Linked DNA regions of Sus scrofa: regions 1, 2 and 3 are each linked to region 4. A link is a contact called in public Hi-C, HiChIP or PLAC-seq and promoter capture Hi-C data. All regions are on one chromosome and are shown on one strand. The core of a region is the stretch at or near the end of the contact, and the rest is flanking DNA. Distances in the headings are between cores, read along the strand shown. Region 1 holds the start of FUCA1 (fucosidase, alpha-L- 1, tissue). Region 2 holds the start of GALE (UDP-glucose 4-epimerase). Region 3 holds the start of HMGCL (hydroxymethylglutaryl-CoA lyase, mitochondrial). Region 4 overlaps MYOM3 (myomesin-3).

Region 1 (6,462 bases), core at 2,999-5,498, 160 kb before region 4:
CACAGTGCTTAGGGGCCAAGGAGGAGGCACAGAAGGAAAGAAGAAATAGGTAAGACAAAATATGTACATGTTGGTTCTTGGGTTCTTCAACCTTTATGTATATTAATGAATAGTTTTCTTTTATTTATTTATTTTTTTTTTAGGGCTGCACCTGTGCCATATGGAAGTTCCCAGCCAGGGATTAAATCTGAGCCTGTAGCTGCAGCAACACTGTGTCCTTTAACCCTGGGAGATTGAATCCACACCTCTGCAGCGAGCCAAGCCCTTCCAGTCAGACTCTTAACCCACTGCACCACAGCAGGAACTCCAATAATTAGCTTTTTAAAAAATGCTTTGCCCTAAAGGAGAAAGATCTCTACTGGAATTAGCAGGTGATAGAAAAGTAAGTTGTTTGTTTTACCAAGCCCATACTAATTGCCTCTCATTTACATAGGTGACAAAAGGCCCAAAGAAAAGGGGAGAAAGGGCAAGTAGTGAAATAACCAAATCCTCCCAAAGCAACAGAAATAAAAGCAGAAATAAACCAATGGGACCTAATCAAACTGACAAGCTTTTGCACAGCAAAGGAAACCATTAAAAAAAAAAAAAAAAAGCAACTTACAGAATGGGAGAAAATAGTTTCAAATGATGTAACTGACAAGGGCTTAATCTCTAAAATATATAAACAACTTATACAACTCAACAGCAAAAAAGCCAACAACCCAATGGAAAAACGGACAAAAGACCTGAATAGACATTTCTCCAAAGAAGATATACAGATGGCCAATAAGCACATGAAAAAATGCTCAACATCATTGATTATTAGAGAAATGCAAATCAAAACTACTATGAGGTACCACCTCACACCAGTCAGAGTGGCCATCATTAATAAGTCCACAAATAACAAATGCTGGAGGGGGTATGGAGAAAAAGGAACCATCCTACACTGTTGGTGGGAACTGAAATTGGTACAACCACTATGGAAGACAGTATGGAGGTACCTCAGAAAACTAAATATAGAACTACATAGAACTACCATATGACCCAGCAATGCCACTCTTGGGCATTTATCCAGACAAAACTTTCCTTGAAAAGACGCATGCACCCGTATGTTCATTGCAGCACTATTCACAATAGCCAAGACATGGAAACAACCTAAATGTTCATCGACAGATGAATGGATTAAGATGTGATATACATACACAATGGAAAAACTACTCAGCCATAAAAAAGAACAAAATAATGCCATTTGCAGCAACATGGATGGAAATAGAGACTCTCTTACTACGTGAAGTAAGTGAGAAAGAGAAAGACAAATACCATATGATATCACTTATATATGGAATCTAATATAGGGGACAAATGAACCTTTCCACAGAAAAGAAAATCATGGACAAGGAGAACAAATTTGTGGTGGCCAAGAGGGAGGGGAAGGGAGTGGGAGGGACTGGGAATTTGGGGTTAATAGATGCAAACTATTGCCTTTGGAATGGATAAGCAATGGGATCCTGCTATATAGCCCTGGGAACTATGTCTGATCACTTATGATGGAGCATGATAATGTGAGAAAAAAGAGTGTATACATGTATGTGTGACTGGGTCACCTTGCTGTGCAGCAGAAAATTGACACAACACTGTAAACCAGCTATAGTGGAAAAAAAAAAAGAATAAACAAATAAAACCAAAAAAACAAAAGCAAATATTACCTTGGCAGTAGAAAATTGACAGAACACTATAAATCAACTATAATGGATGGGAGGGGGAGGGAGTGGGAGGGATCGGCAGCTTGGGCATATCAGACACAACCTAGAATAGATTTACAAGGAGATCCCGCTGAATAGCATTGAGAACTATATCTAGATACTCATGTTGCAACAGAAGAAAGGGTGGGGGAAAAACTGTAATTGTAATGTATACATGTGAGGATAACCTGACCCCCTTGCTGTACAGTGGGAAAATAAAAAAAATAAAAAAAAAAAGAAATAGAAAAAAAAAATCAACTATAATGGAAAAAAAAATCATTATTAAGAAAAAAAAGAAATAACCAAATCACTCAACATTTCATTTGCTTTTATGGTAGAAACAGCTAGTGCCCACAGTGAAAATTTAATCACTGGCCAATGTGGGGAACTCAAGACTTTTAAGGGCTAGACAGTATTTCAGGCTCTGTAGGCCACGTTCCTCTCTGTGGCATAATCTTATTTTCTTCTCATCTCAAGAAACTTACAAAAACAGGCAGAGAAACAATCCCTCTGGCCACGATCGCAGACTCCTAGTGTGGTGGAAAGAACCTTTACCTTAGAGTCGTGGAATTTGGAGTCTAGGACATCTGTCCCCTTCCTCTGTCTGGGCTGGTCAGATCATCTTGTCTGTAAGGGGACATCTTGTCCTGGACAAAGGATGTCTCCCAGATTTTAACTTCTTCATTTAAAAATTATGGATTTCAGGGAGTTCCCGTTGTGGCTCAGCAGGTTAAGAACCTGACCAGTATCCATGAGGATGCAGGTTCAATCCCTGGCCTTACTCAGTGGGTTAAAGGATCCTGCATTAGCCTCAAACTGCAGTATAGGTCAAAGACGTGGCTCAGATCTGGTGTTGCTGTGGCTGTGGCCTAGGCCAGCAGCTGCAGCTCTGATTCCACCCTTAGCCTGGGAACTTCCATATGCCATGGGTACGGCCCTAAAAAAAAGAAAAAGAAAGAAAATTATGGATTTATAAGGCTCCCGGAAAACAGAGAACTCCTCCTTTGTTTATTCAAGCCTTATACTCCCATGCATTTAATTGCAAACACTAAATGTCAGTTGTAATTTCTCTTTAGTACAAGAGAACTTAAAGTCCAAGAAAAACTAAAACCCGGAAAACAGCTGAGAAGACAAGGTAAGGGTGGAAGACTGCCCTAAGCCAGGAGCCAGGGGACCTCCCTGCCTCCATTCTTACCCTCCTGCAACCCACTTCCCTCCCAGAAGCCAAACATCTTTGACGCTAAAAACTGCAACATCCCACCCTCAAGGATGACTCCTCCAGGACTGGCCCTAGTCTTCCATGGCCTCATAAGGCCTTGCCTCTTTTCCCCTTCCCAGGGCTCTACACTTTCTGTTCTCAGAACCATTCACAGGCAAGTTGTGACAGTTCTCAAAACAACCCAAACATTTCTTGAGCACTCTCTATGCTCAAGAAGCATGGAGAAGCATGGAGAAAAGCAGATGAACGAGAATCTGTATGCCCAAACACACTGCACACCAGAAGTCCCTTCCCTCCCCTTCCCTCTGGGCGATACTAAAGCTGCAAGGAAGAACACAATTCCTTTCTAAAACCACGGAAGGGGGCTCTAGGGAGGTAAAATGCCTTGTTCAAGTTTGCAGTTGAACTTGGATCAGACTCCTGATTGGCTTAAAATCCTGATTGTCTTGTTGACCTGGAAGGGACATTAGGTATCACCTAGCTCAATCCTCTCAATCAATATACAGGTGTAGACGCTGAGGGCTTTCCAGCCCACCACCTCCCTGAAACCTTTATTTCCTTCTAAAGCTCAACCAGACGTACCTTCTCCTTAGGGTCAGGAGTGCCACATTCAATTCTGCATCCTTCAGGAGGCAAAACACAGAACCGGGGCGGGGGGGGGGGGAGTGTTGAAGTCAGAGGGACAGCTGTATGACCCCGACCGCTGTGTGACCTGGTAAGTCAGCAAGTCGTCTTGCCTCCCCCTCCATGGTTTTCACCTACCTAATCGTCTCGCCTTCCCCTCCACGGTTCTCACCTACCTAATCGTCTCGCCTTCCCCTCCACGGTTCTCACCTATCTACGCCCTCTCCCGGCTCTCTTCCCGGACGCCGGGAAGCGGCGTCCCGCCCGTCCCTGAAGCTGCACTCACTTGGCCCCGGAGGCCTCGAACAGATCGGCCCAGCTGTCAGGATGGAAGAAGTGCGCTGTAAACTGTGGCCCGAAGTCAGCGTAGGAAAAGTCGGGCGGGTAGTTCTCCTTCATGAAATTCTGGTAGGCTGGCAGCTTCTCGGCCTCCCAGTGCCACCAGAACCACTCGCTGCCCCAGGCCGGCACGGAGAACACGCCCCAGTGTATGAAGACTCCAAACTTGGCCTCATCGAACCAGGCCGGCAGAGGCCGGGAGTCCAGACTCGGCCAGTCCGGGGTGTAGCGACGCGAAGAGCCGGTGCAGCGCGAAGACCCAGTGCAGTCGCGAGCCCTCACCAATTCAAGAAGCAGCAGTAGCAGTAGCACCTGGGCACTCACCGCCCGCATTTTCATCCGGGGTCGTGGTACCGCCGCCTTTACGCCCCACCGCCCCCTCTTAAAGCGCAGGTGCGGGGCGCGGGTCCCCGCCCACCCTAACTAATGATTGGCTCGGAAGGAAAAAGGGGTGGGGCAACTCGGGCTGCTTGGCTACCGAGTCTCCTTCGCCTCCGGGTGGGCGGTCCCTGCCACTGCCCTTGTGATCACAGCGAGAAAGACTCTAGGAGGCGTAGGCAGTGCTGTGCTGACAGTGGATTTGCTGACAGTGGATTGAAAACTTGGAAAGGGACTTCACTGCAGGGCGAACTCGTGGGGGTGTGGAGCTCCCGGTGTGTGTGGTCCATTTTGCCGTTGGAAGCTATAGGAGACTTTTTGAGCTGTGATGTAGGAGAGCAGCCAGGGGCCAGGAATAGCAGGCGGAAGGGCATTGTAACTTCCCCGGAGTAGAAGGATTATGGAAGGAAGCATTAAAAGGCAAGAGATGAGAGGAAAGTGGGCTCTGAAAGAGGAAGAACAGGTGTGACCATTTTGCCTACCTAATATTTTTTGAACTTGTTTTGAGAATTCTGAGGCAATTCAAAGAATTTAACAGCTAGTTGGAAAAACGAGAGTCATGGACAGGCCACCAAGAAGGAATAATTTTTAGAGTAATAGGGTGAGGAAATTGAGAGTCTCAGGCCCAAGGAATACCTGCGTGAACCTTGTCTGGCAGGGAAATCACCAAATTCCTCTACAATTTGTACATTCTACGTGTGAGGCCGTAAGGTGTGGGAAAGTCTAGTGACCCCATGTGGCACAGCTGGTCCCTGCACATCAGTGGGAGATCTGCTGCAGGTCAGAGTTGGAAGGGACTTTGGAAATCCTTGACGCTATCCCCCTTCCTTACTCTTCCCATTTTATGGAAGAGACAGACCCGGAGAGAGGATCAGGGTTTTCCAAAACCACGCAGTTAGTTTGGGTCAGAGGTGGAAGGAGAACCTGAGCCTCCACGTGCGGAATCTGTCTCTCAAACATTGCTTCTCCTGGGGTGCAAGAGAAGGTGTCAAAACTGTGTTGACAGAGCAAGCACTTCCTCATTCTAGCAGTGATAAGGAAACTCAATGGCTGTTGTTGAACGAACAGCCATTTTCTTTATCTTCTGTTTCTTCCTCTGCAAGATTGTGTTGAAATATTATCCAAAACAGCAAGCCCAGACACTTAAAAAAAAAAAAAAAAGGAGAGAGAGAGAGAAAAACCCTTAGTACACATCTTCTAGTGATCAAGTTGAGTAATGGTCTTTGATGTTATAACTCATTCTAAGGGAGATAAAATGAAGGACACCATGACCTTCGTTTCCCCTTCATCTCATAACCAAAACATAAATCTGCAGGGGAAGGTGAGAGGCATTGCAACATAGTGGAAAAACTGCAAGTTGGGAAACCTAGGTTTCTTGCACCAGACATCACCTTGTTGGGTCTCTTTGGGCAAATCTTGCCCACTGTCTGGGCCCATTTCCTTTTATTTTTTAGGGCTGCACCTGAGGGATACGGAGGTTCCCAGGCTAGGAGTAGAATTGGAGCTGTAGCTGCCAGCCTGTGCTACAGCAATGCCAGATCCAAACTGTGTTTGCAACCTACACCACAGCTTACAGCAATGCCACATCCTTAACCCATGGTGCGAGGCCAGGGATCAAACCTGTGACCTCATGGATGCTAGTCAGATTCGTTTCTGCTGAGCCATGACTGGAACTCCTTTTTTTGCCTTTTTAGGGCCGAATCTGCCGCATGTGGAAGTTCCCAGACTAGGGGTTGTATCGGAGCTGCAGCTGCCAGCCTATGCCACAGCCATAGTAATTTGGGATCCAAGCCTGCGACCTACACTGCAGATTGGGCCATGGGGCAGTGCCCGATCCTTAACCCACTGAGCAGGGCAGGGATCGACTCTACATCCTCATGGATACTAGTTGGGTTTATTACAGATGAGCCACAACGGAAACTCCCAAAGTTGCAGCAATCTGATGTTACAAAAGTCTAGTATTATTATTAGACTTAGTAAGTCTTATTATTACTTATACTTTATATATATTTATCACTATTAGACTTTTAAAGTCATTATTATTTATAGACTGACTTCTTATTGCTATCCTAATCAAGCAGGCTTTGACTGAAATAGGCCAAGAGGTTAGTGGTAAAGATGGCAGGCGTGGAAGTTCCTGCTGTGGTGTGGTGGGTTAATGATCCGGCTTGTCTCTGTGGA
Region 2 (6,391 bases), core at 3,316-5,815, 200 kb before region 4:
CAGTGTCAGCAGGGGTTTTATTGTAAATACTTTGGAAAGCTCCTGCAGAGCGGTCTGAGTTAGCGCCTGGGAGGAAGGCGTTCTGTGTCTCAGGGTCCTGCTTCCCCCACTCGCTCTTGGGGGTCCTGTCCTCATGGGTTCCTGGACCCTGTGGAATAGAGACCCCTGATACCTGGTCAGTGGGGCCCTTGGCCTCTTGCCTGGTGGGCCAAGTGGGCCCAGCTGGGGTCTGAGGTAGGGGAGGCTCTGAGGCCCCAGGGTTCGTGCCGAAGGCTGGAGAGCAGGCATTTGTTTCTCTTCCTTTTCTGGCCCCAGAGGATCTCAGGCCTGTGCACCAAAGCCTGAAGGATTCTGCTTCTGCCAGCGCCATAGATCTTCACCTGGGAAGGGGCGAGGTCTGTGCTTAGGGCCCAGACTGGAATGCAGGGCCCTCACCACCTCGGGCAGCCCGGGTTAGGCAGGCCTGGGCCCCAGCAGCCCTTTCCTAACCCCTTTCTCTCTCCCAGGGGTCAGGCCAGCACCAGGGTCAGGGGTCAGGGCTAGCACTCACACATCCTGTCCAGCCCTAAGGCTGCTGTCCAGCCCAGCTCCTTGAGAGCCAGGCTGGGGTTGGCATAACAGGCAGCCACATCTCCTTCCCGCCGTGCCACCACCTTGTATGGGATCTGTAAGAAAAGCGGTGTTTGTAGCTGAGCTGAGCCAGCCCTAGCCTCACCCCCTGAGTGCTGACCAGGCTCTCAAAAGACGGAGGCACAGGGCAGGGTCTCGCTCTCAGGCACCAAGGCTGAAGGCAGGCTTGAGCAGGCAGGGCAGTGCTGGGATGCCCACTAGATAGGTCAGTGGGAGGGGCTGGGGTGGGACAGGGTGGGCTGCCAGCCTACCTTCTTCCCGGAGGCCTTCTCCATGGCCCGGACCATCTGGAGCACCGAATAGCCCGTGCCCGTGCCCAGGTTGTAGATCTGCCCAGGGGAGGAGAGCAGGGGTTGTGGTGGGGCTGCACCTCCTACCTCTCTGGGACCCACTGGTTGAGGATTCCATCTCCCGCCCTCCCTCGCTTCTCCCTTCTCTCCCTACCCGGCAGCCACACTGCTCCTTCAGCTTCCGCAAGGCTGCGATGTGGCCCTTGGCTAGATCCACGACATGGATATAATCCCGGACGCCTGTGAGGAGGAGGCGGTTGGGTGCAAAGGTTCAGCACAGTCTCCGCCCCGCTTCCATCTCCCACGCCTGGCTCCTCCTGGTCCCGGGCTCACCTGTGCCATCCTCCGTGTCATAGTCATTGCCAAAGACATTCAGTGCCTCTCGTCGCCCGATCGCCACCTGGGGTGAAGGTCAGGTTAGCTCTTCCCAGGCCCTAGGCACCAGCTGGGCCCCTCAGCCCTAGGGCCACCGCCCTTCCTCTCCCTTCTTTACCTGGGAGACATAGGGCATGAGGTTATTGGGGATGCCCTGGGGATCCTCACCGATGCAGCCTGAGGCATGGGCGCCTATGGGGTTGAAGTATCGCAGCAGCACTGCGTTCCAGGCCTGTGGGATGCAGGTCAGATGATGGGGGGAGAGCGGTGCAGGCTGCCCATCCGAGCTGAACCCAGAATCTGCGCCCACCCCCGCCCTGCCCCTGCCAGTCCTCTGTCCCTAGAAAGGAGCAGGGGATTGGGCCCTTCCGCCCCAAATACTGTGACCTTGTGCAAGTCACTGCTGCTTCCTGAGCCCCAGCTTCCTGTCCTCGGGCTGATGGGGGCTGTGAGGGGCCCAGGAGTGGAGTCAAGGCTGAAGCAGAGGGGGCCTCACCTTGTCGGCCTGGCACAGGTCCCGGATCATTTCCTCAATGAAGAACTTGGACTTGCCGTAGGGGTTGGTACAGCCACCTGTCGGGTGGGCCTCGTCCAGGGGCAGGTACTGGGGGTTCCCGTACACAGTGGCCGAGCTGCTGAACACCAGGTTCTTCACCCCATGGGCCTTCATGATCTGCCCGAGGCGGAGAGGCGTCAGTGGCCTCTGCCTCACATGTTATCCTGCCCCCCTTATGCCTCACGGGTGAGGCTGAGGTGCCGACACTCCCATTTCCAGAAGGGGAGACTGAGGCCAAGAAGTAAAAACGTGTCCAAGATGACACAGCTTAGGCCCTGCCTGACTCTACCCCCCAGGGGCCTTACCCACTGTGGCACTGTCTGCTTGGCTAGGGGCCCTCCCAGGGTCTGTGTCCTTGTCCCACGTCTCACCTCCAGAAGCTGAATGGTTCCTGTCAGGTTAACCCTGTAATAATCCAGAGGCTTCTGCACCGACTCGCCCACAGCTTTGAGCCCGGCAAAGTGGATGACTGCCACGAAGTGGTACTGCAGGGTTGCAAAGCTCAGGTCAGGGGCTGCTTATAGGCCCGGCCCTGGGCAGCGCCCACGGCCTGCCAAGCACTTACCTTCTTAAAGAGACGCTGTAGGGCTGCCTGATCTAAGATGTCCATCTCCTCAAACTCCACAGAGCGGCCTGTCAGCTCCTGAACCCGCCGCAAGCTCTCCGGCATGGAGCTCCCTCCTGGTTGGGCACATGGGTCCTGGGTTGCCAAGAGGCTGGCCATACATTTAGCCCTTGGAGGTGAAGGTACCTCGTGGGGTTTTCCTTCCATCCTCTCTGGGAGCCCCAGCGCCCCTCCCTCCCAGGCTGCTCACCACGAATGGCGTTATGGAAATTATCGATGACCACGGGCGAATAGCCTGCTTCCAGCAGCTCCAGCACAGTGTGACTGCCAATGTAGCCAGCCCCACCTGTTACCAGCACTTTCTCTGCCATCGTGCCTGGTGCAGGACAGAGACTACCCGCTCAGCGTCTTCTTCCAGTGAGAGTCTGGGGTTGGAGGGAGGCAGTGGTGTGTCCTAGGTAATAGGGTGGGTCCAGAGTCAGCCCTGGGCCAAGTCTGGATACCATCACTTTCTGGCCTTAGGCCTTAGAGACCAGTTCTCTCTTGGCCATGGTTTCCATTTCTATGAGATGGAGTTTATAAATGTACAGATATCTCGTGGTAGTGTGAGAGTTAGATGATTTTAAAAACCTGCCACATGGTGCAGGTGGGGAGGTTGATGCACAGGCGCCCTAATTCCTAATCTTAATTTGACCAGGGCTGGGAAGATAGAACCTGAGGCTCCACACTGCCTTCCCCAAGGTGTGTGGAGACCAGACAGTTCTGGACAGAAGGAAACAAGGCAGCAGCATTGGGACTCCAAGAACTCAGGAGGGGGATCTGTCTGTACAGACTCAGACCTTTCCAGTCCCTCTACCATCCCTAGGTATAAACTGGCTCCTTGGTTCAGTGACTAAAACGTCATGCTGTAAGTAGCTCCTGACTCTCTCCCACCGTCAACTGGGAGGAAGCAGGAAATACAGCAGTTGGCCTCAGGGTGAAGTCCTTGAGGCCAGCTCTGGGGGCTGTAGCCCTGCAGTCCTAGAGTGGGCCCCACCCCAGGTCAGCCAGGCTGGTTCAGCCTCTGCCCATGCCACTCTCGGCTTGAGGCTAAGGATACCGTCCAACTCTAGGCGGCACTGAGCGGGATGGTGTAGACGTGGCGTTCGCCCCAGATTCCACTGCCAGGTGTGCACCACCGCCCTGAACAAACTCTGCGGGCAGAGACGGTGGAGGAGGGGTGAAAGCCCAGACACTGAGGCCTTTCATCCGGGACAGGCTGGCCCGCAGCCGCCTTCCTCCAAGTTGCCTCAATCCTCTTCTGGGTTCACCCAGCTCCGACCCACTTTGCTGAACGCCCGCTGAGTGCCAGGCTCTGTACTGGGCACTTTTGCATTATTTTCCTGAATTCTCCCAATATCCTGATGAGGCAAGTGTTATTAGTGGCACTTTACAGAGACGGATACTAAAGTCAGAGAGGTGAAGTAATTTGCCTTAAGTCACACAGCTACCAACGCCGGCCCGGCCAGGATCTGGAACGCCAGGCTCAAAGCCCCGCCCCTCGCCCCCCGCCCTCACTGTTTCCCGCTGGACTCTGCTCCCAACTCTGAAGCTGCCCGCGCCCACACACCCCCCCCGCCCCGAGCTCCAAGCTCTACGCGGGGCCCAGGAAAGTGGTGGCAGAGGGGCCCTCGGAGGCAGGAAGGCTGGCGAGGCTGGCTTCCCTCCGACCAGCGGAGTGACCTCGGTCAGCTGTCGCCTCCTCAGTTTTCCCAGTCCGCAAAATGGAGGGGAGGGGTCGCAGGGCCGTGAGCGCTCGAGTGCAAGGAGCCTTGGCCTGGGATTCTGGTGGTGGCTCCGAGAGGGGACAAACTAGGTGCCCTCCGGCCGGGAATGAATGAACCCAGGCCTCCCTAGCCAAGGCAGCAGGAACTGGGACCAGCAGAGGCGGGCCTGCCCTGGCGGGGCTCTACCCAGAACGCGGTCTCTCTCTCTCGCTCGCTCCCCGCGGACCACCCGGCCCCTCGCAAACGCGCCCGGGTCCCCCATTCCCTTCCCGAACCTGCTCGGCTCCACGCGCCCCGCACTGCCTCCAACAGCGCCGCCTCCGGCGCCCGGCTCAAGGGTCCCTTTAAGAGTCGAAGGCCCCGCCTGGCCCCGCCCCCTCCCCGCCCCCAGGAAACGTGTCTGTCGGGAGACTGCAGTACGGGGCGCCGCGAGGACCTACGGCAATGCCGCTTCCAGACGCCTGCGCGGCGCCTCCCGCAGAGGGCGGCCCTGAGCCGTGCCGGAGCGGTGGGCAGAGGCAAGGCGCAGCTGGGACTTAAGATCTAGTGCCCGAGCCGCGGAGGTCCGCTTCCTGGCCGAGGCCCCAGGCCTCCGCGCCAAACACCGGCGCTGGTCCCAGCCCCTGAGAGCAGGCGCTGCGCCCCCGGAGATGGGGCTCGTTGGGGGCGCCCGGCACCTGTCCCCGCGGTAGGAGCCACAGCCGAGGCTGGGGCCGAAGACTGCTGCTCCACGCTCGCCCGCAGGTTTTCCACCCTTTTTATATCTTACAAACCTTTTCTTCACAGTAAGCCTGGCATGAAATAAGACGGCTGCCTGGAGGAGAGGCAGTCGTTCTGGAAAGTTTAGTTTGAAAACCCGCCTAAGGGCTGGCGGCAGCTCTGAAACTAAAACAGGAATTACAGCGCCGATTGCGCTCAGCCTTCACGTAAACCATGCCCCTCCACACACACCGCCTTAGGGAATGGTGTGCACCCTGCCTATCCTGGTAGGTTCTAAAACAGTGTTCTGCTTGAAGGGAGGGCTACGGGATGCTGTGTATAGAGGCATGACATAACGGGGGATGAAACCCGAGCAAAAGAATGTGCGTCCTACAGCCTGAACAGGCGGCAGGGCACCTTGTGCACCAGCCTGGTCACAGGCTAAAAAACCCAAAAACAGCCTCTCCCGGGTGCTCCGACCAGAGTTGAGTAAGTCTTAAGCCACTGATTTCCAGTCACTATGAATTCCCAAATTTTCAGGAGGAGAATGAGGGAGAAAACTCCGAGATAAATAGTCTGTGTTTCCCTCTCAGCGTGCAGTGCTGGAAGGATGCTTTATTCCCCCTCTCATACACACACACACACGTCTGCACAGGACACTGGCATGGTTATGGCATTAAACCTTTAATTACATAAGCTGTTTTCAAAAATCATGTTCAAAGTGGAGATTTTCCAGAGTTGCTGGAGTTGGCAGGTGGCTACCACTGCTCCCTCACACCTTCACCAAATGCCCTCTGCCAGCTGAGGAAAAAACTCCTCCATGCCCCTTTGCCCTATACAGAGAGCGATGGCCCCAAGGATATGGCAGCATTGTGCTGAGGAGAGTGGCTAACTGGCAGGTTTCACCCAGAGATGAGACTTAAGGATCAACCCAAGCCCAAGAATTGGGTTCCCAAATGCCCACAGGTATTCAGCTCCTGGACCTTTGGGTCCGTGTGGGAGGGAGACCTCCAGCTGCCCAAGCCTCTCATTCACACTCAGGTTGGACAGGGAGGGCCTGAGGCCAGGCAGCGCCCATCTGCCTCCTTTCCCCAGGAGAGACCACTGGGCAGAGCTGGCGGTGAGGTGCCTGCACCTGTTCATTTCATTCCCATTTCCATGTGCTCATCCGTGAATCATCCACATGTGTCCCTATTCCCATGCAATCCCCAAGGCTTCAGGGGGCAAGGGGCTCACAGTTTACAGGAAGCCTGAGCCACTCTGGAGCTGGTTTTTTTGTTCAGGGCTTGACAGATAAAGGCCCCAGCTTCCAAGAGCTTCTGGAGGTTCACACCCTTTGAGAAACAAATCAGAGGATGCAGTAAGTCACGACATGCCCACAACACCCAGGGAAAACATCTGATTGGACAGAAACTGTGATTCTGAAAAAGTAAAGGTGAAGACAACCAGGCTCTTGTGCCTCCGACGAGGGGACACCGGCTGCTGGGAGTCCCGCTGACTGCCCTCCATC
Region 3 (6,344 bases), core at 1,800-4,299, 180 kb before region 4:
AGACATTTAAGAGAGTGAGATTCCCTCTCTATTTAAAGCCTGCTCTATATAAAGTCCTCTATATAAAATCTTCCCCTTTTTACCACCAATATAAGGCTTTTCTCTCTCTCTTTCCTCTATCCTTCTTAATATTACTTGAGGAGTTCCCGTTGTGGCTCAGTGGTTAACGAATCCGACTAGGAACCATAAGGTTGCGGGTTCGATCCCTGGCCTTGCTCAGTGGGTTAATGATCCGGCATTGCCGTGAACTGTGGTGTAGGTTGCAGATGCAGCTCAGATCCGGTGTTGCTGTGGCTGTGGCACAGGCCAACAGCTGTAGCTCCGATTAGACCCCTAGCCTAGGAACCTCCATGTGCCATGGGAGCAGCCCTAGAAAAGGCAAAAAGCAAAAACAAAAATTATATATATATATATATGTTATATATATATAACTTGATACTCTTCAAGTTAACTTCATTTTACCAGATTTAATCTGGATAAACATAGTACAATGGGGCAAGGAGAGAGGTATATTGAGAATCTGCTAAGGATTCCAAATTCCTAAAATCCTTAAGGAAGGAAATATTCCTGGCTATTAATCAGCTAGAACTTAAACAACTCACCTGAACTGGCCTTGGTTTTAGCCAGCAAAGCTTCCTAGAGACTAATGATGAGCCACTGAATTCCATGAAGTCAACAAGCTAGATGGAAGGTCCCTGCAAGCTGAATCTCCCTCCAATAGGGAGGTTCAGGATCTGCTGGTACATTACTCTAAAAGGATCCCACTGGAATGCAAGCTCCATGAGCAGGGACTTTGTTTTATTCACTGCTACATTGCCAAGACCCCAGGACATAATAGGGGCACATTAAATCACTGCTGAATGTTGCTGAAAAAGCGTAAAATCTGTTTCCAAGTTCCTTTTATGAGAACACAATAAAAACTCAATTCCACTTCCTTGCCATAACAACTCTTCACATACTAACAACAAAGCAACTCACATTTACGAAGCATTTACTATTTGCCAGGCACTTATAGGAACCTTTTACATATTAACCCATTCATCCTCTCAACAACCTTATTAGGTAGGAACTACTATAATCTCCATTTTACTGTGAGAAATCTGAAGCCCAAGGAGATTAGGTAATTTTCCCAAGGTCACATGGTAGTCACTGAGCCACTATCTGAACCCAGCAGTGTGGATCTAGAGTGCTTGCTCTCAATCCCTAGGCCACATTACCTCTGCCACCCTCGGTTCCCCAGTCTTCTTTTGTCCTGGTTAAGCACCTATTTCATTCCTTCTATAAAGTTCTCCATAGTAATAATGCCCTCTAACCACACAAATCCCAGGCCACAACTTCTGAGCTATGGTGTCTATATCAAACAGCCGATAATGACTAAAGCCCAGTGCTAACTTCCAGACATCAGCACCTCATTTAGTCCCTACATGACAAGGACTATCACTATCCCAACTACAAAGAGGAAGAAACAGCCTCAGAAATACCCCAGTTCACCCAGTAGGAAGTGAGGAAGTTTGGACTTAACTGTCTGCTTCTGACACCAAGTCTATGCTAGTAACCTTGAACCTACTACCTACCACCATCTCACTACACCAGGAATTTTTTCAAAGCACATTTACATCCACCATCTCATTTAATTTTCTTAACTTGGCAAGTTGGAATTACTAGCTTTTCTGGCACATGAGTAGTTGATGGGGGAGGGTGGCCTAGGAGACACTGAAGTGGTTTTCTGAGAGGGGCCCATTGCCAAGACAGTGAAATTTTTACCACTATACAGTTTTTTTGTTTTTTTTTAATTTTTTTTTTTTTTTTTTTTGGTCTTTTTGCTATTTCTTTGGGCCGCTGCTGCGGCATATGGAGGTTCCCAGGCTAGGAGTCGAATCGTCGAATCGGAGCTGTAGCCACCGGCCTACGCCAGAGCCACAGCAACGCGGGATCCGAGCCGCGTCTGCAACCTACACCACAGCTCACGGCAACGCCGGATCGTTAACCCACTGAGCAAGGGCAGGGACCGAACCCGCAACCTCATGGTTCCTAGTCGGATTCGTTAACCACTGCGCCATGACGGGAACTCCCAACACTATACAGTTTTAATTCCTTCTAAACTCTAAGGCAACAAAATTCATCGATCACTCACGGGCCTAGAACAATGTCAAATGCTTTACCTACATCTTCTTTAATCTCCAAACCCACACTGAGGTAACATTTTTTCATGCTATAGTTCAAGAAAAGGGGTTTAGAGACCTGTCACTCAACCTAAAAAAGTGGCGTCATAACCACTGGCTCACCACAATTTTTGAGCTTTAACCAACACAGTGTATTCAACCCTTTAAACGATTAGGTCCACTCACTGAGCATGGGAAAGAAGAGGGAAAACATCAGGACACAATTCCAAGGTAATCACACTTAGCCCCACATGATCCAAATCCTGCTCTGCACCCTGGAACAGCTCGCCAAGCGTCCCCAAACGCAACAAGAGCTGGAAATGGAGACGGACAGAGGGGGATAACCTTGCTTTTTCCACTGGCAACGGACAGAGTATTCACGATTTTCACTGTGTCACTTTAGTCTGAAGTTAAAGTTCAATCGGACAGAGAAAGATGCCAGAGACACCAGGAAGAACCTAAGCCAGGGAATTAGGACGTCTGGGATGGCGTCTCAGGTCCTGACAACCTGGACAAGTCGCTCCCCATCTCTGGGCCTCAGTTTCCCTATGCCCCTCAAGAGCTTTGGGCGGGACAGACAGGGTTCAAGACGCCGAGGCCCTCTGTGAAAGAGCTGTCGGCCTTCGCCTTTCACAGACCAGCCGCTACGGGTCAAGCCCCCGACCTTCACCGTCAAGGTGCCTTCAGGACCGCCCCCGGGCGGGTCGGGGCACTTACAGCCCGAAGGGATGCCAAGCCCACCAGTCTCCGTAGCGGCACCTTTCTTACTGTCGCCATCTTGCCCCAGCTTCCCCCGCGGCTGCCCAGCAGAGGTCCGCGCGTCCCCCTTCGCCAGCTGGGCATGGCCCCGCCCCCAGGCGGGGCCTCTGGGACGACGTGGTGACGCACTACGCTGGCTCCGCCCCCAGCCTGTCTAAGTTTTTCGTCTTTTCTGACGCTCTTTGTGTGCCAGGCGAAGTGAGGCGCTAAGACTATAAAGATGAACAAAAGTTAACCAAAGTCTCTGACTTCAGGGGTTTGTAGTCTAGGGGGTATGGGGAGACAGATGTTAACAATCACGCAATTATAAGATGAAGCGTTACTATTTGCCATGCACTGTTCTGAGTTGTTTGCATATAATAATTCATTAATCATGATCTTTGGGACTCAAATGCAGGCAGTTGACTCAAGAAAGAGAAGCGTCCTTTGATTTCACACCTCGAAGAATAAGTAAGATTTACCCAGGTAAAGAGGATACAAGAAGAATTTTCCGGACAGAGCATAGCATTATGCAAAGGCCCCTAGGCAAAGAAATTGAATGTTTAGAGCAGCGTTTTTCAAAATTGAATGCCTGTGACCAGTGTTGTACCCCATTGGTCATAAAATCAATTTAGTGGGTACTTTTTAAAAAATCCTTTTTTATTAAAAGCTTTAAAAAAATCAGGAATCCACATTGGATTTTGTTGCTTGTTTTTTCTCTAGTGGCTTATTAAATAAATAGTACTTTAGTAGGTACTTTTTTTTTTTTTTTTTGGTCTTTTTAGGACTGCACCCGCAGCCTATGGAGGATCCCAGGCTAGAGGTCTAATCGGAAAGCTGTTGCCGCCGGCCCACGCCAGAGCTACAGCAACGCCAGATCCGAGCCTCGTCTGTGACCTACAGCAGTGCCAGATTCTTAACCCACCGAGTGAGGCCAGGGATCGAACCTGCAACCTCATGGTTCCTGATCGGATTCATTTCCGCTGCACCACGACAGAGAACTTCTTTAGTGGGTACTTTTTAAAAGAAATAGCATAGGAGTTACTGTTGTGGCTCACTGGGTTAAGAACTCGACTAATATACATGATGACGTGGGTTTGATCTCTTGGTCTTGCTCAGTAGTTTAAGGATCTGGTGTTGCTGCAAGCTGCAGCGTAGGTTGCAAATGTAGCTCAGATCTTGCTGTGGTTGTGGCTTAGGCTGGCAGCTGCAGCTCTGATTTGACCCCTAGTTGGGGAACTTCTATATGCCACAGGTGTGGCCATAAAAATAAATAAGACAAAATAAGTAGGATAGAAAATATCGCAGTGCATTGTATAAATAGAAATCTAAGTACTGCTTTACAAAACTTCTGTTATTACACAACAAACTAGGTTGCACTGTAAAATTTATTACTGTAGGCTGCAATTAGAAATTTCTGAAAATATTGCTTCAGAAAGATGAAAAGAAGGCTAGAAGGACTGGAGAGCAGGAGGGAGTTAAAACGGGACTTCCTACTAAGATGAGAGAGATTGGCAGGGACTATACCAGGGGGCTTTGGAGAACATGTTAATAACAGCTATCCTTACAGCAATGCATTTGAAGGATTCTATGCAGGAAGATATGATCAAATTTGCATTTTGTAAATAGTCACTGTGGCTCCTGGGTGTATGGATATCCAACTGGTGAGTGAACTGACTGGCATTCTTGGGAGGAGCAGAAAAGGCACTGTCCCTGCTTTCAAGGGGCTCAGATTTTAGCTAGGGAGAAGATGAGACATGATTAAGTCTTTTGTTATGCTTCCAAAGCACAAAAAATATCCTCCATCATAAGTTAGAGCACTACTGGACAGAATCCTCAAGCCTGCAGCCAGAAGACTGAACTTGACCCCAAAGTACTACCATGCTGTTTAAAATAAACATGACTTTCAAGATTTATACACTGAAAACTACAAACCATTGCTGAAATTAAAGAAGACATAAATAAATGAAAAGACATCCATGTTCATGAATTGGAAGATAGAATATGAAGATGTCAATATTACCCAAAAATGACCTACAGATTCACTGCAATCCCTATTTAAATGCCAGTGACGGTTTTTTGCAGAAATAGGAAAAAAAAAAAGCATACTAAAATTCATACAGAATTTCAAGGGACCTTGAATAGTCAATGAGATCTTTAAAAAGAGAAAGGAGTTGGAGGACTCACACTTCCTAATTTCAAAACTTACTATATTAATTAAAACAGTGTGGCATAAAGGAGGACATACAGACCAATGCAAGGGAATAGAAAACCCAGAAATAGGCTGTTGCATGTATGTTTGAAAAATTTTTGGAGTTCCCGTCGTGGCGCAGTGGTTAACGAATCCGACTAGGAACCATGAGGTTGCGGGTTCGGTCCCTGCCCTTGCTCAGTGGGTTAATGATCTGGCGTTGCCATGAGCTGTGGTGTAGGTTGCAGACGCGGCTCGGATCCCGCGTTGCTGTGGCTCTGGCGTAGGCTGGTGGCTACAGCTCTGATTCGACCCCTAGCCTGGGAACCTCCATATGCCGCGGGAGCAGCCCAAGAAATGGCAAAAAGACAAAAAAAAAAAAGAAAGAAAAATTTTCAACAAGAGTGTCATTCAAACGGGGAAAGAACAGACTTTTAACAAATGGTGCTGGGAGAATTGGAAATCCACATGCAAAAGAAAGAGGCTGGACTCTTATCGGATGCCACATACAAAAATTAACTCAAAATAGATCATAGACTTTAACTGGTTGTTTCCTGTGGTGTTCACAATAAGTAAATATTACTTAGTGGTGTTGTTTCCTGTGGTGTTCACAATAAGTAAATATTACTTAATGGTGTTGTTTCCTGTGGTGTTCACAATGAGTAAATATTTACTTAGTGGTGGCACTAAGTAAATATTTACTGTTAAGTGTAATACTTATATAATCTTATCTGTAGAAAATCCTAAATATTCCATACACACAAAAAACTGTTACTACAGTGATCAAAACAACATGGTACTTGCATAAAATAGACCAAAGGAATAAAAGATAGATAAAAAATAAATTCTTACATATATGGTCAAAGTATCTTTGACAAGGGTGCCAAGATCACTCAATGGGGAAAGGATAGTCTTTTTAATAAACAATATTGAGAAAACTGGATATCCACATGCAGAGAATGAAGTGAGACCCCTACCTGACATCATACAAAAGTTAACTGAATGGATCAAAGACCTATATGTAAGACCTAAGACAATAAAACTCTTTGAAGAAAACATAGGACAAAACCGTCATGATATGGATTTGGCAGCAATTTCTTGGCTATGACAGCAAAGGCACAGACAACAAAAAAAATAGACAAAAAGACTTCATGAGGAGTTCCCATCATGGCTCAGCGGAAATGAATATGACTAGCATCCACGAGGACACAGATTTGATCCCTGGCCTTGCTCAGTGGGTTAAGGATCCAGTG
Region 4 (6,955 bases), core at 3,339-5,838:
TCACCTAGCTTCTGGCTGAGTCTCTGATACCTGAGCCTGCTTTCAACCCTGGCCCTCAGTTAATTGTCAGCCCCACGGGTCCCTCTGCCTGTACCTCTCCCCTCAGCCTGGCTGCCTGAGTTTGCTACAGCTGCAAACACCCACAAGGATACCATGACTCATTTGACCATATGGTTCTTCCTTGTTCCTGCATCCTTCTCTCCCCCAGTTCCCAGGTGCCGCTTTAAGACAATGATCCTTCTGTGACCATGGATATTCTGGGAAAACAATCTTAGCACCACTTTCCCTAGGGAGCCCCCCTCAGTGCCTCACCACTGTTCCCTGTCCCTGACTCCCTCTGTGGACAGCACTACCAGTGGGAGACCCTGTCTCTGCCAAGCCCCTGGGACTGGGCTTTGCAGCAGGTGCTGGGCGAGGGCTCCAGGGCAAGGCCAACCTACTTGTGGAACCAGGTGGTTTTCATGTACTTCACATTGTAGTACTTGACCCTGCTGAAGATCCGGATCCCTTCCTCTGTCCCTTGGATTTTCAGTGGGGTCGCAGAGAGGGCTGGGGAGGAAGAGAAGAAGGGTGAGTCATCCCCAAGGCCCTTTGGCAGCACATCTGGGGGGCAGTCAGCTCACTCCTGCCCTGGGGTGTGGTGGTGCTGGGGGAATGCAGTGTGGTGAGGAGGCAGGAACGTCTCCCTCTCCCCCAGTCTTTGAGGTTGGAAACTAAACCCACACCCCTGGCAGCCAAGGATGGCTGGAGCCCTGCCCCCCCCAACCCCAGGAGGCTATGTGGTATTGGGGCAGGGCTGGGCAAAGAGGGGGCTTGCTTACCACCAATCCTGCCCAGCTCAGTGAAGATGTCGTCCAGGGCTGAAGGGAGACAGAGGGAAGGGTCAGCAGATGGCGGGCTCCCCACAGATGCTTGGGACAGGGGTGGGGGCACGTCCTTGGACAAGGCTGGTGGAGCTTATGAACAGCTCCCAGGATGCAGGCTTGGGGGCGGGGAGGGGATCTGGGGCGCGTTCGACTGATGCAGCCCTGGGGGTGGGGGTGGGGCTGGGGCGACACGGATGGAGGATGGATGGGTCAACCTGACGATTTTCCTGCAGGCTGAGCTAACCAGCCCTGTGAGGGGTCTGGGCCCCACGGTGGGGCAGAGCAGAGAACTCAGGCTCTGGGTTGAGTAGCCTGGGTTTGTTGTGGGATAGTGCAGAAAACATGGGCATCAGCATCACACTGGCCAGACCCTGGCCACTGGCCAGCTGTGTAGCCGTGGGCAGGTCACTTAACCCCCCTGAGCCTCAGCTGCCCCAGGGGACATGGATCCCATACGTTTACCCCATGGGTCACAGTGAGGCCCTTTCAGCCCGTCTCTAACCTCATGGCTCCTACCTTCACCTGTGAGGTCCAGGATGGTGTCGTCCTCCCCCCGATCGTCAGAAACCTCCGCTCTGTAGACGCCCTTGTCCTCCTTGGACAGCTGGAAAGAAGGACGAGAGAAGGTGTTTCTGGCCTGGGTTCCAGAAGGAGCGATGGGCAGCAGTTCGGGAGGCCTGGGCTCCAGGCCTGTCCCAACTCTGTGTGTGACCTCAAGCAAGAGGCTTCTCTTCCCTGGGCCTCAGTTTACGCACGTGCAATGGGTGATGTGTAAGGCTCCTTTCTCCTCCAGAGCCTTTGATCCCAAGCTCATGGCTTATCTGGGCCTGGGGGCAGGAAGGGGAGTCTGCGGCTGGAAACCGCAGGTGGATTTTCAGGGAGCTGCTTTGAGTAGAGCAGAGCGAGCCCCCCTTGCAGAGCTGCGTTGAGCGGAGCACACCCTCCCCCTGAGCTGCTCTGCTCCCTGTGGCCCCCAGATGGAAGGACCTTTCTGCCCTCGCAGAAGGAAGGTGCTTTTTTCTGCTCAGGACAAGGGGATCCTTCTTAGCACATGCTTGTCAACCCCAAGTAAAGCCTCAATCCACACTCAGCAAAGCTGGGCTGTGCTTCGAGAGCAAGGTCAGAGGTCAACGGTGCCCTCTCATGATACAGCATCTCCTTTGGGGCCTGGGGTGGGGGTGATATTCTGCCTCCCTGTCCCCTCAAAACACCCTTCCCACCCTGACCATCTCTACATAGGGTGCTTTGAGCAGGATCCAAGGCAGAGGCATCTCTTAATATGGGGATCGAAGGCTGAAAACCCCAAGAGTCCTGTCCTATGTCCCTTCCCCCCACCCTCAGTGAAGGCTCCAAAGTTCCAGCCAAACCCTGGGGAGGGCGACTGGAGAGATTTCTGGACCGATTCTCTAGCCTTGAATCTTGGTATTTAAACCCTCTGGGCCTCTGGGGGCACAGCCTTGGCCCTGGCTTAGGCACTATCTGCGGTCGTTGTGGGGATCGAGGGAGAGGACACTTCAAAAGCCAGAAAGTTGTGCACCAATACGCCAGATAATTATGACAAGACTCCGTAGCTATTAAGCACCCACTTGAGGCCAAGCCCTGTGCCAGGAGTTTGCACGGTGATGACAAAGGCCAAATTGGCATCATCTTGGCTGGGATTTGGGACGGGACCCTGAAACCACGATTCCTTCCTCGTCAGCAATCCTGCATTTACCGCAGTCCTTGGCACATAGGGAGGCTACAGAAATCAGTGGTAGGGCGGAAAAACACCGAATGCTTAAGAATAAGGCTTGTATTTATCTCTTAACCAGGTCTCACTCCTCCAAGGGCCATGAGGTGGACGTGGGTTGGAGAAGTGAGCTCCAGGGAGTTTCCATCGTGGCTCAGCAGTTTAAGCACCCATGAGGACATGTGTTTGATCCTTGGCCTTGCTCAGTGGGTTAAAGGATCCGGTGTTGCCGTGAGCTGTGTAGGTCGCAGACTTGGCTTGGATCTGGTGTTGCTGTGGCTGTGGCTTAGGCCGGCAGCTGCAGCTCTGATTCAACCCCTAACCTGGGAACCTCCAGGCCTGCTCTGCTCTAGCCCAGACTGTTTCATAGAGACAGCCTTCCTATCCCACATCTCAGGCTGCAGGGGCAGGAAGGAATATATGAGAGAGCGTCCCTTTTGACTTGCTCGAGTTATAGATGAAAATTGAGGTCAGAGAGGGACAGTGACTAGCCCAAGGCTACACAGTCAGTGGCAGGGCCAGGAGTGAAATCCAAATGAGAGGAAAAATCAGTATTATTGAGCCTGTCTTTAAACTTTTGGCATTGTTTTCTCTATAGTCTTTGTTTGGCATTCCTTTTGATTTTTAAAATGATTGCATGAAATGAATTATTTATCTTGATCACTGAGATTTTAGCGCCCCCTAAAGTCTGTGCATGAGTTGAGTGCCTGCTTGCCTTGCCCTCTCCTGACTCCCCGCCCTGTGCTCCGGGCACTGCCTGGAGGCGGAGCCCTGAAGTCAGAGCTACCCTTACCTCTTCAATGCAGACAAGCCCTGCTCCTGTCTGCGGGTCATACTGGCCAGCTGGGAACTCTCTCTTCTGGAAGAACCACTGGAAGCGGGTTTCTTTCTTGGTGTTGGTCACCTAAGGAAGGTGCCGAGTCAAGAGACCCCTTCAGGCTTTGGCTTTTAAGTGAAGACTTAGTTTGTCAGAACTTTTGTTGTAAATGTGACCCCCCCACATTTCCCCCCCACCCCACTTCTCTCTGTCTCTTCTGATGGCTTCTAGACACTGGACTTTCGCTAATGATGTTTCCTCTGCTTCTCAATCCTTCTCCTATTCCATTTTTCCTGTAAATGCCTATCTCATCTCCTCCAGGAAGCCTTCCTAGAGTGCCCCTTATCATGAGTAATCAATTTCTTGCACCCCTCCATCACAGCAGGAGGCATGCTGTTCTCCCATGATCTTGCTTTGGACCGTGGGATCCTAGAGGCCTAAGGAGACCACTGTTTCATCTTTGTACGCCCAGTGCTTGCAGAATGTCTAACGCAGAGTAGGTGCTCTGCATTGGTTGAACGGCTACGCTTCATGGGGTGTGCCCTCCCCCTGTATCTAAAAGGCTGCAGGGTGCTGAGAAGGAGCAAATGTTTTGGAGTCAGACACCCTCTGACTCCCCCAGCTCAAGGCTCTCTCTTACTGTGTGGTCTTGAGCTATTCCTCTGCTTATTTTCTCATGGGTAAAGTGGAATCATAACGCCTCTCTCACAGATGACTGTGAGGCAGTTGAGATAAAAGAATGCCCTGAAGCGCTGAGCACAGGGTCTGGCAAGACTGACACTCAGAATCCACCCTCAGACCCCTGACCCCCCCAAACCCCTCCCAGAGCAGCTGGCAGATCTAGCTCAAGGCTGACCTAACACCCGCCCACTAACTCACTCTAACTCGGCTCCTTGGGATTTTGTTTCCTGGTTAAATACAAAATTCTTAGGGCTACTTCCTCTGCTGGGGAACAGACTAGCGCAGGGCATGGTGTTTCCAGGAGTGGGGCAAGATGGGCAAGGGGCTTGGGAACAGCCACAGGTCTGGCCCCATTGGTTTGGGGGCAGGGCTGGAGGCGGGGGCGGGGATTTGCCTTGCAGGTCAGCAGCACTTGGCAGTCCTCCGTGACCTTCCACTGCAGAGGCTCCTCGAAATACGGACCTGGGAGGGACAAACACACACGACCATCGGTCAGAGCGCCAGGCTTAGCCTGGGCGCCACCTGGTGGCGAGACAGGGGAAGGCAGCTGAAGAGGGGCATCTAGTGACCACTGGCCGCTCGGATTTTGGGATTTCCGTCCCCATCAGGGCGGGGACTGGGGTGAATGAAGTAAGGGAGGCCCTTAGGGTGCAAAATTTAAGGCGGCGCTCATTCTCGGGGTTAAGCAAGTGCTCTTTTGTTCTGGCACGAGGAGGACAACACTGGATCCAATGGTAGTGACCTTCCCTCGCGGGGGCGGGGGCAGGGGCGGGCAGTAGGGTGGAGGGGTTTATTAACCCACTAGCCCAGTGGTTCCCCAGCAATGACTGCTGGCCTGGTGGCCGAGGCAGTTCTTACCCTGTTTTCTCTTCCAGTCTCTTCTCTTGGCATCCGCCTTCCTCAGAAGTTTGTCAAACTCTGTGAAGAGAGAGGGGAACTGGCGTGATTGAGAGGAACGCGGGTCTGGAGGGTCTAGAGTGGGGGCGTCAGGGTGGACAGAGACCTCAGGGCTGGGAGCTGAGGCCAGGTGCGTGGGGTGCACCGGAGCAGGGGTGGGGCCGGGGGTGGGGGTTAGGAGGCGAGGGTAGGTGCAGGGCAGAGCTGACCGTCATCCACCAGAGCCAGAGTGATCTGGTTCTTGGCTTTTCCATCTTGGAGCTGGGCCGTGTAAGACCCTTTGTCGTCCTCAGTCAAGTTCTGGATGATAACTTCCACCAGGCCCTTCTCTCGGACAAAATTGATTTTGCGGTTCTGGGGAGAACAAACCCAGAGAGTCTTTCCTGCCCTTTTCCAATCCCAGGGAATTTATGGGGCACAAGTCTGGCCGAAGTGGGATTTGGGGGTGATATATGCAGCATTAGAAGCCTTCAGAGACTGGAGAGGGGGACTCCTGAGTAACCTTCTCCTGTATATACTGGGTTGTCCCCACACCCGGCCCCTGAGAACAAACACCCTGGGGCCCCGCAGGCAAAGAGTCTGCGTCCTTGATTTAATTGCCGTTAACCATCAGCCCCCAACCTCCTATTGGTCCGCTGCCAACAGGAAGTTGTTTTCCATTTCTTTTGCAATTTGATAGAAAAAAAAAATCCCCCTAAAACTTTAAAGGAAAAATGCGAAAAAGCCTGTGTACGTGCTACCCAGAATTAACACTCATTTACATCGGTCACAGTCTAACATTTTTGCAACATTTTCTTTTCTACATTGAAGACCTTACTCCCTCTGGCTTTATTTGTATGTATGATTTGAAGGAACCATCTGGTTTTATTTTATTTTCCTATGGGGCATCTGATAGCCTTAGCGTTGCGTTTTGAGTCCAGGCTTTGCTATACTTCCTACCGAGAGCCAGGGTCATGCTTATTAATCTTTGTTTTTCCCTCTGCTCCTACTGCATGCAGAGATGCTCCAGGCCAGGGATCCAAGCTGTGCCACAGCAGTGACCCAAGCCACGGCAGTGACAACACCAGGTCCTTAATCCTCCAGGCTACCAGAGAACTCCCCTTGTTAATCTTTTTTTTTTTTTGGTCTTTTCTAGGGCCGCACCCACTGCATGTGGAGGTTCCCAGGCTAGGGGTCCAATCAGAGCTGCAGCAGCCGGCTTACCCCAGAGCCACAGCAACGCGGGATCCGAGCCAGGTCTGTGACCTACCCTACAGCTCACGACAATGCCGGATCCTTAACCCACTGAGCAAGGCCAGGAATTGAACCGAAACCTCACGGTTCCTAGTCGGATTCGTTAACTACTGCCCCAGGAAGGGAACTCCTCCCCATGCTTAATCTTTATGCAGAACTTTCCAATCTAGTTTCTCAATTACTCCTCCTGATCCTGGAGCAACGAGCCCCATTGTACAGATGCACAAACTGATGCACAGAGAGGTGCAGAGACCTGCCCAAGGGCACACAACCCACGGGGAATGAATAGGAGTCTTCTGACATCTGGCTCTGAGCTCTTTCTCCTCTGTCAGAACCAGAGCCCCTCTTTATAACACATATTTAATGTTGACCACTTGGCCATCTGGAGGTGAAATTCACAAATAATATCATCCTATGATTGAATCTCTCATGAGACTGAAATAAGCATGTTTGTAAGTAAAAACAGTTGCGTGTGGGCAGCTAACGTGGTTCAACTAATACAACTGAGCTACACACATGATTTTTTAAAAAGAAATATAATACCACAGCTATAATAGCAAGAGGAAATAACAATAATTTTTTCAATATGCAGCTGCTCAGACACAATCTCACTCGTGCTGCACTGATTTATAATGAATTGATTTGAATTAAAGAGAAGAAAAGCAAAGCTATTCTGTACAAGAAGAACAGGAAAATGAATGAATGAACACACATAAATTGGCTAATAGAATA

The links. Promoter capture Hi-C pulls out the DNA fragments that hold promoters and counts their contacts. A called contact is a pair of places that touch in the nucleus more often than the background predicts. HiChIP or PLAC-seq counts read pairs in DNA pulled down with a chosen protein or histone mark.
Region 1: a contact with region 4 is called in an H3K27ac HiChIP or PLAC-seq map of alveolar macrophages. The contact joins the promoter of FUCA1 here to the enhancer-like site in region 4. A contact is called at or near these places in 11 of 47 Hi-C or Micro-C datasets (embryonic fibroblasts, fetal heart ventricle, heart right ventricle and 6 more) and 2 of 2 datasets of contacts at active chromatin or transcription factors (alveolar macrophages and skeletal muscle).
Region 2: a Hi-C map of skeletal muscle shows a contact between it and region 4, with 13 times the contacts expected there. The contact joins the promoter of GALE here to the enhancer-like site in region 4. A contact is called at or near these places in 9 of 47 Hi-C or Micro-C datasets (embryonic fibroblasts, epiblast stem cells, fetal skeletal muscle and 5 more) and 1 of 2 datasets of contacts at active chromatin or transcription factors (alveolar macrophages).
Region 3: a contact with region 4 is called in a promoter capture Hi-C map of liver, with 6 times the contacts expected there. The contact joins the promoter of HMGCL here to the enhancer-like site in region 4. A contact is called at or near these places in 3 of 5 promoter capture datasets (fetal liver, fetal skeletal muscle and liver), 13 of 47 Hi-C or Micro-C datasets (alveolar macrophages, embryonic fibroblasts, epiblast stem cells and 8 more) and 2 of 2 datasets of contacts at active chromatin or transcription factors (alveolar macrophages and skeletal muscle).

Annotation. Positions count from the first base shown.
Region 1 is chr6:81,651,745-81,658,206 of Sscrofa11.1, forward strand. It overlaps FUCA1 (fucosidase, alpha-L- 1, tissue), which reads right to left and starts at 4,249. Exons shown (of 8, transcript NM_001315628.1): 1 at 3,851-4,249. The coding sequence starts at 4,242.
Region 2 is chr6:81,605,970-81,612,360 of Sscrofa11.1, forward strand. GALE (UDP-glucose 4-epimerase) reads right to left here and starts at 4,566. Exons shown (of 11, transcript XM_003356202.4): 1 at 4,458-4,566; 2 at 2,667-2,870; 3 at 2,417-2,532; 4 at 2,223-2,336; 5 at 1,792-1,968; 6 at 1,414-1,527; 7 at 1,254-1,320; 8 at 1,075-1,160; 9 at 882-959; 10 at 551-665; 11 at 1-380. The coding sequence starts at 2,787. The coding sequence ends at 322. HMGCL (hydroxymethylglutaryl-CoA lyase, mitochondrial) reads right to left here. Exons shown (of 9, transcript XM_005656051.3): 9 at 5,547-6,215. The coding sequence ends at 6,114.
Region 3 is chr6:81,627,405-81,633,748 of Sscrofa11.1, forward strand. It overlaps HMGCL (hydroxymethylglutaryl-CoA lyase, mitochondrial), which reads right to left and starts at 3,050. Exons shown (of 9, transcript XM_005656051.3): 1 at 2,922-3,050. The coding sequence starts at 3,005.
Region 4 is chr6:81,810,738-81,817,692 of Sscrofa11.1, forward strand. It overlaps MYOM3 (myomesin-3), which reads right to left. Exons shown (of 38, transcript XM_021095533.1): 27 at 5,200-5,344; 28 at 4,952-5,011; 29 at 4,488-4,555; 30 at 3,389-3,499; 31 at 1,383-1,470; 32 at 822-860; 33 at 441-549. Among named protein-coding and RNA genes, the nearest start is that of MYOM3, 45 kb to the right of the region's middle. Within about 2 kb of position 4,589, at least 35 of the 83 cell types and tissues checked have an H3K27ac peak or open chromatin away from gene starts, as enhancers often do. A contact at or near this core is called in alveolar macrophages, fetal liver, fetal skeletal muscle and 4 more, where this site is marked.